Linked DNA regions of Capra hircus: region 1 is linked to region 2. A link is a contact called in public Hi-C data. All regions are on one chromosome and are shown on one strand. The core of a region is the stretch at or near the end of the contact, and the rest is flanking DNA. Distances in the headings are between cores, read along the strand shown. Region 1 overlaps GNG12 (guanine nucleotide-binding protein G(I)/G(S)/G(O) subunit gamma-12). Region 2 has its middle 56 kb from the start of TRNAW-CCA.

The links. A called contact is a pair of places that touch in the nucleus more often than the background predicts.
Region 1: a contact with region 2 is called in a Hi-C map of blood, with 2.5 times the contacts expected there. The contact joins two enhancer-like sites. A contact is called at or near these places in 4 of 5 Hi-C or Micro-C datasets (blood and liver).

The regions. Positions count from the first base shown.
Region 1 is chr3:43,331,889-43,338,403 of ARS1.2, reverse strand. All of the region lies in intron 2 of GNG12 (guanine nucleotide-binding protein G(I)/G(S)/G(O) subunit gamma-12), which reads left to right. Among named protein-coding and RNA genes, the nearest start is that of GNG12, 67 kb to the left of the region's middle. Within about 2 kb of position 2,498, at least 2 of the 5 cell types and tissues checked have an H3K27ac peak or open chromatin away from gene starts, as enhancers often do.
Region 2 is chr3:43,106,284-43,112,488 of ARS1.2, reverse strand. No RefSeq gene overlaps it. Among named protein-coding and RNA genes, the nearest start is that of TRNAW-CCA, 56 kb to the left of the region's middle. Within about 2 kb of position 1,823, at least 1 of the 5 cell types and tissues checked has an H3K27ac peak or open chromatin away from gene starts, as enhancers often do.

The DNA.
Region 1 (6,515 bases), core at 1,249-3,748, 230 kb before region 2:
CTTTAAGTCTTAAATTTGACTTTAATAAATGGAGGATAATCCTCCGCAGGAATATTGAGAGGATTAAGTGAAGTAATCTGTAGGAAATGCCCAGCACAGCCCTGGCACATAGTAAGTACCCAAAAAAATGGTGGCCATCATTTCCCCATCCCTGCATTATCTCCATTTTACAGATAAGAATTTTCAGAACCCTTGTTTCCTTGTGGTAAATGGCTTCACAAAGACACTTTTATATATAAGAAATTGTTCTCACTGTTTTGTTCAAAAAGGAACAGGAACATTGAGTCCCTGGCTTGCTTATAAATACCAAAGTGTAGCATATATGAAAGCAGGCTACGTAACTAAACCAAACAGCTTTCCAATTTTTTAGGCTTCACCTCCTTTCCTTGTGAAGTCTTGGGTAAGTGATTTTCTCACTAGATTAGGAGAAGTTTACATATTATTTTTACAAGTCCTGTGGAAATATGCAAACATAGCTATATTTAACTAGATGCTGTAAATTCAGATCAGTTTATTTTCAATAAACTTCTCTCAATAAAGACGTATAGTAGGCACCTTCATGGCACCCAGAGAGGACTTGGAAGGGGACATGGAGGAGATGACAAGGCCTGAGCTGTAACAAGAGGATCCAAACTGGGGGTCAGGGTTTGGTCAGGAAGATGGAGAGCTGGCCTCAGTGGAGCGGGATCCCTGCTGGGGAGCTTTGCCCCGACACAGGGCGGAATGGGGATTCCTGACGGGGAGCTTTGCTCCTGACACAGGGCAATGCCTGCGCTCCACGGAGCAGCTAGTCCCTAGGGCCTTCCTGGAGCAGTGGGCAGTCCTGAGCCGGCAGAGCTCCCATCTCCTTGCTTTCTACTGACCAGTGCACTTGCTGCACCAAATAGCAGGTTTGCCAGGAATAATGATAACATCACTATTTGTTGGGCTGATTTTGAAGTTTGTGTCACTCATGCTTGGATACCCTCGAGGAAGGAATCATCCAGGTGAACAGGACACCTGCTCATAGGTTGGGTCTGAGTTACTCACCCTTGCAGACAGTTCAGCAATCAGTGATCTTCCTGTCTGATCTTCACTGATCAGGCAGTTCAGTACAATGATCTTCCCTGATGCGGAAACTTGAAATGTGGCCGGGAAGCTCGAGAGAAAGGGGAGGAACGGGTAGGGGACCGTGCAGCGGGGCCCCTTGGATTGGTGGATCAACAAGTGTTTATGGAGCATCTCAGGTAGGATAAACGGAGAGCAGAACCGAACCTCTTGCCCTCTTCCTTGCCCAGCTCCATGACCCACTCCCTGAGGCAGGTGCTGAGCCATGTGGCCTTAGGGAAATCTCCTGTTGGCATTCTGTGGACAAGCCTCTTGGGAACCCCCTGCCCGCATATCCTCAACTTGCAGGGCCCATGAAGGAGCTTCTGGCATTATGAAGCTTAAGCCTAAGGATCTCTCACTGCAAGGACCCCTTCTGATGTCCTATAGTGCATATGCTGTTCCTAATTTCACATTCTTTTCTTAAAGAGGTTCCCAAATTGTATAAGACTCAGGATTCACTAAAAACTGGATCTGCCCCCAGACCTGGGAGAACGAGCACACACTCTGGGTCTTTCCCTGCGCCCAGTTTCGCCTTCACCACAATGCTGAAACTCCAGTTTGCTTCCCCCTCAGGAACAAGCATCCCAGGTGGCCCTAGTGGTAAAGAACCTGCATGTCAATGCAGGGGACGCCAGAGATGCAGGTTCGATCCCTGGGTCCGGAAGATCCCCTGGAGAAGGAAATGGCAGCCCCCTCCAATATTCTTGCCTGGAGAATCCCAGGGACAGAGGAGCCTCCGGGCTACCATCCACAGAGTCACAAAGAGTCAGACACAACTGAAGCAACTTAGCAAGCAGGCAGGAGCAGGCTTTGCCCCTGTGTGTTCTCTGCTGTGGCTAGACCCAGCCAGACCTGAGTTCCCACTGGGAGGTCCTAACCCCCTGACTGAGGGGGAGGAAGTCCCAGCCACTGATTGCCGTCTGGGCTCCTTCCTGGCTACCAGACACCCTCCCCCGGGTGCAAAGGTCCCACCATCCCTGCAGGAAGGCAGGCCCTCCTGTGGCTTTGTGATTGCTGGGAAGGCCCTGAAAGGAGCCAGGCAAGAGGGAGCCAGCCCTGCATGAAGCATCAGCTGGCTGAACTAGGCCTGGTGGAAGATTCTCCTTTAAAAAGAGAGAGAATATCCTTGAAACTGTTTCAGCTTTGGCAAAACCATAACTCTGATCTCAAGTTTTGGGAGAATGGGCCAGCCAGCCTACAGGACTGTGCTAACCATGTGTGCTAGCTCACTCTCAGCAGCGATCATGCATGTCCCATTCCTGTTAGCCTGCGCAAGGGCTGCAGTGCTTTGCTAATCAGTCAGGACTAAAGGTACTGGGAAGAAGAGAGAGGAGGGGAAAGGCCCTTTCTTTATGTGAATATCTTTCTACCACTATTTGAAAATAATTTTCTCTTTCAGTCTAATAGTGGCCAACTTCGCCCCCTGGTGGATAAATAGATAACTGTATAAAATGAGCTATCATGCACATTGTTATGGCTGATGATCTGGAAAGAAATTGTCAGCCTGTGACGAGTTAGGACACTGAAAGGGGCTGGGTCTCTAAGGTTTGGGGAATGGGTTTTTTGTCTTGAAACGGTTATTCTAAGCTTCAGTTATATTTTTTAAAAAATATCTCTAGAAAGTAAAATGGTTAAAATGCCACTAGGTTTAAGGGTTTCACCTATTAAACTGCAGTGAACTTTTTGGCCAAAACTCTGCTACCGCTGCTGGTTATGGCAAATCCTTACCAGTCTGTGGGCTTCTTTTACTCCTTGAGATTGTAACAGTGACCTAACACCAACCAGAAAACATGAATTTCAACCACTAACTGGATATCTATTAGTGATCTTGACTTGCAAACTCCAACTCACTGCTGCCTACATTGATATCTTTTGCTTTAGTCCAGCTAGTTTAATTATTTGCTTCAGTTCATTTATACATACTTCTTACAGTTGCCAGAAAGTCACAGTTGGGCTAACTGGTGATAGTTATTTCACTATTTCCTGCACCTTTTTATATATTCTTAGAGGTAAAACGTGGAACAGACTTAGAAGGATAATGGCTGAAATATAAAAACCTTCCCACATATGTCATTTTATGTTGAAATATGATTTTATCCTGTCACCTTTCTCAGCCCTCTGTAAGTTACACAGCTGCTTGTAATTATCAGAACTGACCTGATTATTTAGCCTCTATTGTAACTTCAGTAATAAGAGCCTTCATAATTGAAATCTCATCTGCTGTCCTTTGTCCACCAAGTGGTAGTGTGTGTCCCTGGTGAATGTTTATCATCTCCATTGTCCTGGATCTCCATCCCCCAAGTGGAGGATACAACCATAGTGTTTATATTAATAATGCTTTTAATAGTTGTCTTTTTTTTTTTTTCTTTCTCTGCTCTCAGAAACCCTTAGATGCACTTAAGATTTGAAGGCCTGGCATTGTAAGAAACTGTTTATTACTCATACATCAAATTAATTGCCTACTTGGGGCTGTTTTTCCTCAAAAGGAAGATGTGGAAGGAAAAGAATGTGTGCATACCTTATAGGTTATTATAATTTTCTCAATATTTGATAGTGTTTTCTAATGATTATTGATCACATTTATATATATATATATATAGTCTAATTTTTTACCTCATGTAAGTTTTATGTAAGAAAAAAAAAATTTGGGGTGGTATCATGTTTGTTTTTTCCCCAGGTAAATGGAAATCAATTGTCCTAAGCACCAAATAGGAATTGCTTAGTGGTTGAGATGGGGATTATATTTTCCCAGGTGGCACAGTGATAAAGAATCTCCCTGCCAATGCAAGAGATGCAAGAAATGTGGATTGGATCCCTGGGTCTGGAAGATCCCCTGGCATAGGGAATGGCAACCCACTCCAGTATTCTTGCCTAGAAAATTCCATGGACAGGGGAGCTTAATGGGCTACAGTCCATGGGGGTCGCAGAGTCAGACATGATAGAGCATGCATGCACACACACACACATATTTGCCCCAGAATTAATTGCTGGCAGATCCCTCTAGTTTCTTGCTGTTTGACTCACTGTGACAAAGCCCAGAGGAGGGGATGGGTCTGGAAGCTGGACTTCTTCCTGACCCAGCCTCACCCATAGCACAAGCTGGATGCTTTTCTTTCCTTGCCCATGATTTCAGCCACCACCCCAGTTATTTGAGGGGAGATCACACACACACACCGCTACCTACCTTTCTTTATTCCTGGCCATCACACACACAGACACCCCTGCCTTTCTTTATTCCTGGCCAACACACACAACACCACACCACACACACTCCTACCTTTCTTTATTCCCAGCCATCACACACACACACACACACACACACACACACACACACATACCTACCTACCTTTCTTTATTCCTGGCCATCACACACACATAACCCCCACTCACACACACACCTACCTACCTTTCTTTATTCCTGGCCATCACACACACACACACACACACCTACCTTTCTTTATTCTTGGCCATCACACACAGACACACACACCTGCCTTTCTTTATTCCTGGCCATCACAAACACACACAGCCCCCACACACACACACACACACCTACCTACCTTTATTCCTGGCCATCTCACACACACACACCCACACACCCACACCCACACCCACACACACACACACACACACCCACCCCTATCTTTCTTTGTTGCCGGCCATCTGTCCTGTTTCCACTGTTGAAACTGGCCATTAATCTAACATTGAGACAGCCTGATTCATTAATGATTCCTTGATATTCAGATAATTGCAAGGCTGAGCAACATCAGAGTGGTTTGTAAGCTCCCTCTAATTTCAGGGCATTTTCAAGCTGTCATTATTACTCACAAATGGCAGCCCTCTCAAGTTCAGAGTCTGCTGACCAGGAAGGAGAAGGTCAGACTTTAGAAATGTGTATTTGAACTTGGTCCATCTGGGGTTCGTGTTTTTAGTAAAGAGCAGGTTTTGCAGATGTTTGCAGGATCAAAGTGATAGTGCTGTGGGTGTAAGTGAAGAGGCTCCCCTTTTCCTTTGTGTCCCAACTGCAGGCTCACCAGTCCATGTCTGTCTCCAGGCTCTTGCCTGCTCCGCCACAAGTGTCCCTCCCATCACTTGACACTGGGGTATTCCATAGCCCTTGTATAATGTGTTACCATATTTATTTTTTCCCTGCAAGAGCTTGATGTCAGCATGTAGAAGAATATTGGCACAGAGCAGACACTCTGAAGATTTCTTGAGTGAATGAAGGAACACATAAACTAAACAGGGAACAGATGGACAGACAGACACATTTATTCTGGATCAGTCCTGAGAGGAACAGCACTCTTTATAACCATTATTTTAGATGAAGTCTATTGAAACAGCAGTGCAATGTTAGTTTTTGTCTCCCTAAACTAAAATATATCTCATAATATGCCAGTGTGCAAGGCCAGTTATCAGCTGTGGGGCTACAAATTGACAGGAGTGTCTTGGAAAAAGTTGTTAGTATATCCTTAAATATACAAATGAATGGAGAAAGGTCAATAGATAGTTGATGGGAAAAAAGAGAAAGTGCTACATTTTGGAACTGTAGCAAAATTACACAACTGCCCAAGATTCTGCAGTCAGGAAATGCCTGTGTAAAATGAAATCTTTCTGAAATCATTAAAAATGATGTGTATTCACTTGTGTGGGCTAAAAGTGCAAACCCTAAATCTATCTGACTGGAAAGAAAAGAGCTAAACAAACCCAAACTGAGGAGCATTCTACAAAATAACCGACCCTTTACTCTTAAAAATATCAATACTATGAAATACAAACAAAGACTTAGGAATTGTTCCAGATTAAAGGAAACTAAAGGCCTTGCAGGTGGCCTAGTGGTAAAGAACTGTCCTCCCAGTGCAGGAGACATAAGAGGCAGGAGTTCGATCCCTGGGTCATGTAGATCCGCTAGAAAAGGGAATGGCAACCCACTCCAGTATTTTCGCCTGGAGAATTTCATGGACAGAGGAGCCTAGAGGGCTACCGTCCATGAGGTCACAAAGGATCGGACCCAGCTGAAGCGATTTAGCCTGGACACAGAGATCTAACAGTTGAGTGACTGTGTAAAATTTGGGGTTTTCTTTTCCTGTAAAGGACTTTATTGGGACAATTGCTAAAATCTGAATGAGGTTGTAGATTGGATAACAGCAGTGTATTAACTGTAGTGAGGTTATTTAGAAGAACTCCTTATTTGTAGAAAATACACAGGGAAGTATTTAAGGATAAAAAACATTCTCTCTCTACTTCCCTGCCTCAGAGGGAGTGTGCAGGGATTAAAGTAAATTATAAATGTTGACATTTGAGGAATCCAAATCTGGGTGAAGGGGATCAGAGAATTCTTTGTACTAGTCCTGTAACTTTTCTTTAGGTCTGAAATTATGTCAAAATAAAAATTTTTAAGCAGGATGCTTATGAAGAATTTATAA
Region 2 (6,205 bases), core at 574-3,073:
ATTATGAAGGTAATGTGCTGTGCTCAGTCACTCAGTAGTGTCCGACTCTGCAACCCCATGGACTGTAGCCCACCAGGCTCCTCTGTCCATAGGGATTCTCCAGTCAAGAATACTGGAGTGGGTTGCCATGCCCTCCTCCAGGAGATCCTCCCGACCCAGGGATTGACCCCAGGTCTCCCACACTGCAGGCAGATCCTTCACCATCTGAGCCGCGAGGGAAGCCCATGACAGCATTCCTATAAGCACCATGCCGAGTTTCCCTTACCATTAACACCTTACATCAGCATGGTACATTTGTCACAACTAATGGACCAATACTGATGCGTTATTATTAACTAAAGCCCATACTTGATTTAAATTTCCTCAGCTTCTCCCTAATGTCCTTTGTTTGTCCCAGGATCCCACGTAGGACCCCTCATTACATTTAGTCATCATACCTCCTTAGGCTTGTCTTCTGTGAAAGCTTCTTGGCTTTGGTATTTTTTTAATTCCTCAGCTTATATTAGACAACCAGGGTTGAGAACTTCTGGTCTGGAGTCCAAAGCATGAAACTTCTAAGGATGGGCTGTCTGGGCTCAAATTCTGGCTGGGCTGTTTATTAGCTACGAGGCCTTGGGCTCTAAGCAATTCTGTAAAATGGAAATATTAATAGTGCTACCCCATTAGTTGTAAAGGGTGAATAAGTCCAGTGTTTCTCAACGTTTTCACATCATAATACCCAGAGAAAATACATAGTATTTGTGTGATGTATTAACGTAACACACAAGTTCTAGTGGCATAAATCAATGAATCTTCTCACTGCCAGGGATGAAGGGCTCAAAGCTTCAGCTACCTGTAGCTCTTCTGTGTTGGGTTAGGAAGTTTTGGACTGATCTGCAAAAGCATTTAGACTCCACCGAAGTGAGACCTCCATAAATATTTTCCATAAACTAAATGAGGAAGAGATATACCTGTAAGGAGCAAGGAGTAGTGCAGACTGGGGTGGTGATAGTGACAAGACAAAGGGCGGCGCTTTTGCAGCCCATTTGCGCTGACCTGTCGCCTTTCAAAAGGACATGAGCAGCGTATCTGGAACAGCAAAGAACCCGATCTCTCTTCCCGATAGACTCCACGTGACCAAACCCCAGGTAACCTCGTTACACTGTGAGGAACAAGAGCGGCCAGGCTGCTGACATATGAGGAATGCAGGGCGCCTGAAAAATTAAGCAGTGCCACTTGGAAACTGAAGATTCACGATTTCATGTCAGGAGCCTCCCCCGAAGATCCTTCCTGCCGGGTACTGCCTCTCTGGCGCCACCTCCCGGTGTCAGCTAGGTTAGTCCACGACAGGCAGAAGCTGCCAAAACTCTGGGATTTGTGTTTTTTTTAATGAAGCTTTTGAATTAAGAAACTTAAGACTTGGATAGGTCAAATAAAAACAATTTCTAGGGGAAAAAATAAAAACTCACAGTAGAAAAAAAGAGTTAAAACACTGTCTGAGCTATTACAGAACCCAGAGAATATATTCATGTAATTGAAAAATTCTAGGTGCTTAAGTGACCTTTTGAAACAAAATGGCCTATCAAAATTTTAATTTGTAGTTCTTGGTTTTGAGGTTCACAGGACAAGCTAGGAAGTCTTCAAACCTTGAGCTGAATTAGTCCCAAGGGGAGTTTTTTTTTAATTTTTGAATCAGGTTTTCCTCCTCTAAGAGGTAACAGCAACAGCAGCACCCACCCTCCCATCGCTTCTTTCTGGGCTTGGCGAGCCCGCAGAGCAGCCCACAGCTCCATCCGCCTGGGAGCTGAGAGACTGGGAGTCTATAGCTGGCACAGCAGCTGGGAGTTGCCGATCTCCAGCAGCTCATCCAGCAACTCCAGCCCTCATCTTCCCAGCCAGCCATGAATGCAGTGTTTGGATGAGTGGGATCAAATGTTCTCCCAGCATCTGCTTTTCTGTTCCCGGGCCAGGGCTGCAACCAGCATGGAGGTGGTAGGGCTTCCAGCCCCACACAGGACCACAGGTTATGGTTCCTGGAGAGGTCTTATCGCAGGGTGAGGGCTGTGGTAGCCAGGGGCATATTTGTACAGTGCAAAGATACTAATCATTTTGATCCCAGCCAAGCTTTGTTATTTCAAAGTTGATCTTGGGATCAAGCTCTGGGTTCAAATGTTCCAGTCTATTTCAGTAGCAAAAAGTCTTCCCCGCCTCCCAAACCTCTCTTTTTCTAACTGTGTATTTCTTGAGGCTGAAGAAATTAGAGATGTGAATGATTGTTACCTGCAGATGGTTCTCTCTGTAATTTGCCCACAAACGTGTCAGCACCATCCCTCATAGAGGGTCCTTGTGCCTTTGAGACCCATAGAGATTCATGGGTGATTTAGAAATAATAATAAATACCGATGTGCAGAAAAGATTTCTTACTACTATAAAGCATTTCTGTGGTCCTCATTGGGGTCACAAAGAGCCGGACATGACTGAGTGACTGAACTGAACACCTTATAGAGAGGTGTGTCAGTGGCAAGAGTTTTGTAATTGACAGACTAGGGCTCAAATTTTAGCCTTGCTGTGTGACCTTGGGTAGATTGCTTAGCCTCCCTGAGCTTCCATTTTCTCAGGTGTAAAACTGAGATACAAATGCCATCCTCAAAGTGTTGTTTTGGGAGAATTAAGAAGGACAGTAAGTGCTAAACTGAATGCCCAACATGTGGTTAAAGTACAATCCTGGGTGGCAGGACTATGGTTATTCTCACCATAGCTTTGTGAGGTGGGTCAGACCTGCTTTACAGGACTTAGAGCTCAAGGACACAGAGTGATCCACATGAGTGTCGCAGCCCATGGGGGCTCAAACTCTGGTTCTCCAGGCACTGAGCCTAGAGCCCTTTCCTCATTCCACATATAGGATGCATTTTCTCCTCTCTGCCAAAGTTGCAGACACTCGGCTGAAGCTCAGACTGCAGGGCTGGAGAAGGAGCCAGAGCAGAGGAAGCCACAACAGGGAGTGTATGTTCCACCAGTTAGATATCAGCTGGATGCCCAGAGCTCAGGAGCCTAAGGACCTAAACAGTGTTCACAGCAGGGAGGCCCAGAGGGGTGTGTGAGGCTGAGGGCTTGGCAGTAAAGACAGGCAGCCTAGCAAGCAGCTGGTGCAGGATGACTTGGGTAGCCATGCAGTGACTCAAGAGGCCAGAGGCTTGAGACAAGGACAAATATGAACTCAGAAACGGACAGAAATAGAGGGAGGAAAACTTGATGAGTGGCTCCGAGATCATGTTAATTCAGGATGGCACCTGGCTTCTGGAGTGTGACAAGTGAAAATCTCTGTCTGTGGTGGAGTCAGTTAAGATGGTCCTTTAGGGGCTTCCCTGATGGCTCAAGTGGTAAAGAATCCATCTGCCAATGCAGAAGACGGGGGTTCGATCCCTGGTCCAGGAAGATGCCCACATGCTGCGGAGCCACTAAGCCATGTGCCACAACGGTCGAGCCTGTGCTCGAGAGCCTGGGCACCACAACTACTGAGCCCACGTGCCACCAGCACTGAAGTGCACGGGCCCTAGAGTCTGCGCTCTGCAACGAGAGAAGCCACTGCAATGAGAGGCCCACGCACTGCGACAAAAATGTAGCCCCCACTCGCCACAACCAGGGAAAAGCCTGCGAGCCATGAAGCCCCAGCACAGCCATGAAGACCCAGCACAGCCAAAAAATAAATAAATTATTTTTAAAAAAGATGCTCCTTTAGGATTCCTTCTTATGACAAAGAAAGAAAGTGTCTTTCCTTTCTTTCTTTAGCAAAACAAGCAATATTTCACAAATAGATTCCTCCAAGTCTGCAGTCAAGCAAGATTAGCTAGGAGAAGTCTGATTTGCTATGATTTGGTATGAGGTGCTCCGGATATCCATGTGGTGTCCACGTGGTGTCCACGTGTCCATGCAGTACAAATAACCAGAATCTCTTTCAGCTTGTTTTCCAGAGAACCTGGAGTACTGTAATCTTAGCCTGGAAGGTCATCCAGCTCACATTTCCCTCCAGCACATGAAGCTTCCCTTTCAAAGTGGTCTGAACACCTCTGGTGACAGGGAGCCAACTACCCACCCCCCACCCCCCACCCCCCCCCACTCCCCCCCCGCCAAAGTCAGCCCTTTACATATATGGACAGCTCTGAATTTTAGAAAAAGTTTCCTTATTATATTCTTTAATGGCCAGTGACAGAAAAGCAAACTGAACTTGTCATTAGCAAAAAATAAAATAACAAATAAATAAGGAATCCACTGTGCAGTAAGCCTCTGATGTGCCACCCAGACAAAGGACTTATAGCACCAGCTTCTGGACAGCTGCCAGCAGGCAAGCTTTAACTGGCAACCCCTTCAGGGACTGCTTCCCTGGAACCGTCTTCTTGGGACAACCCACAGCCAATGACTAATCGATTCCGGGGCACAGATGTCTGGGTCATCGCCACCTAGGTCTCACCCTGGGCTTGGCCGAAGCTGTCGTCAGAACTGCATTTGACTTGAGTCCCTGCCTCTGCTCCCTTCCTCAAAACATTCATCCCTAGGACACTCCTTAATGAACATCCTATACCCTAAGCTCTGCCTCAGAGTTCGCCTTCCAGGGAAAAAAAGTGCGGCCTGCTGGCCCTCCTAACTGGCAGGTCTAGAGGACATCAGGCACAGTGGGCCCCAGGGGCTCTGGAGGAGTGAGCCAGGGCTTCCTGTCACCCCTTCTCTCGGTTGTGTGTGGCTTTGTCGCGACCTCACTTTTAGACACATCTGTGCAGCCTCACATCCAGTGTGGGGAGAAGCTGGTCCTCAGCAACTCCCTAGAAGTTCAAAATGTACTTCTCATTGAATGGATCTGGGTCACAAGCTGACTCTTGGATCAGTCACCGTGGCCAGGGAAGAGGGGGTAGGCTGATTCTCTTAGGCCAGAATCATACAATCACCTGGATGAAGGGATGGAGTCATCCGCCAACGCACGAGGGCCAAGAGAAGGGGAGGGACGGTTCCATGAACAAGACGTGGGTTCTGTGACAAGAAGAAAGGAAGGAAGACACCACACAGGCAAACGCCACACAGATCTACCACGATTGCCCTGTGCAAGAGTTCCGCCCACAGAGTCACACAGCCTCCTCCACAGGGACAGCCTGCGCATCTTCCCCCACAGCCTGACTGCCCCTCCACCCATCTCCCATCTTCTCTGACATGGGTTGGTCCTGAGCCCTCTCACCCCTCAGGGCATTTTCTTCTAAAAAAACGATCTCTTTTGTCTTTGGTTTCAAAGTGTGCTGCCCAGAACGAAATACTCTTGCTCTTAGAAGTATATCAGATAATCACTTCTCTCCTTTGGGACATTCTACTTCTGTTAATGAAGTCCAGGAGCAAAAGAATGAGCTTGTCTTGGTGGACATAAAAATTTGCCTTCTAACAAGAAATATGGTTCTATTTGCCTGACACCTTGAGTTGCTTTCCCAAGTTCCAGTATGGTCACATATCTTCTCATTCCACAGTTGTGTAGTTAAATTTTTGAATAATATGGCACATAATATGACAATTATATATATGTGTGTATGTATATATATATATATGTATATATATATATATATATATATATAGAGAGAGAGAGAGAGAGAGAGAGAGAGAGATTGGATATAGGAACTCATCCTGCTTTGACTTGGTATATTTTATATGACTCTCACGCATATGAAATTATATGCGTGAGAAAGATTACTGGACAAGAATCCTGGGTTCGAGCCCTGAGCACCAATACTTACAAGCTGTGTGACCTTTGCTGATCACTTCATTACTCAATCTACACTTAATCATACAGATATGAGTTTAAAATATCTACCTTGCATAAGTCATATATATCAAAATCAATTATCACATATGCTTTCAAAACTATATGTATATGTGTATATACAGTATAATGTGTTTTTTATTATAAAATGTTTTTCTTTCTTTTAAGAAATGTTACAGTATAAAATGCTTCCTTACCATAGGTCACAGTTTAAAAATTTGAAGAAAAACATTCCTTCCTGGCCTTACCTGTCTTATTCACCATTGCATACACACACACACAAACTGAAACAAAGTTTCATGAACCAAAACTCCCTTTTGTTACCTATGAATAAAGAACAAATAATAAAGTTAAATAGCAAAAATAATTGTATTACTATTCAAATACAATTTAGAAACCTAATCCCCAAATAAATAATATAAAACTGCCAAA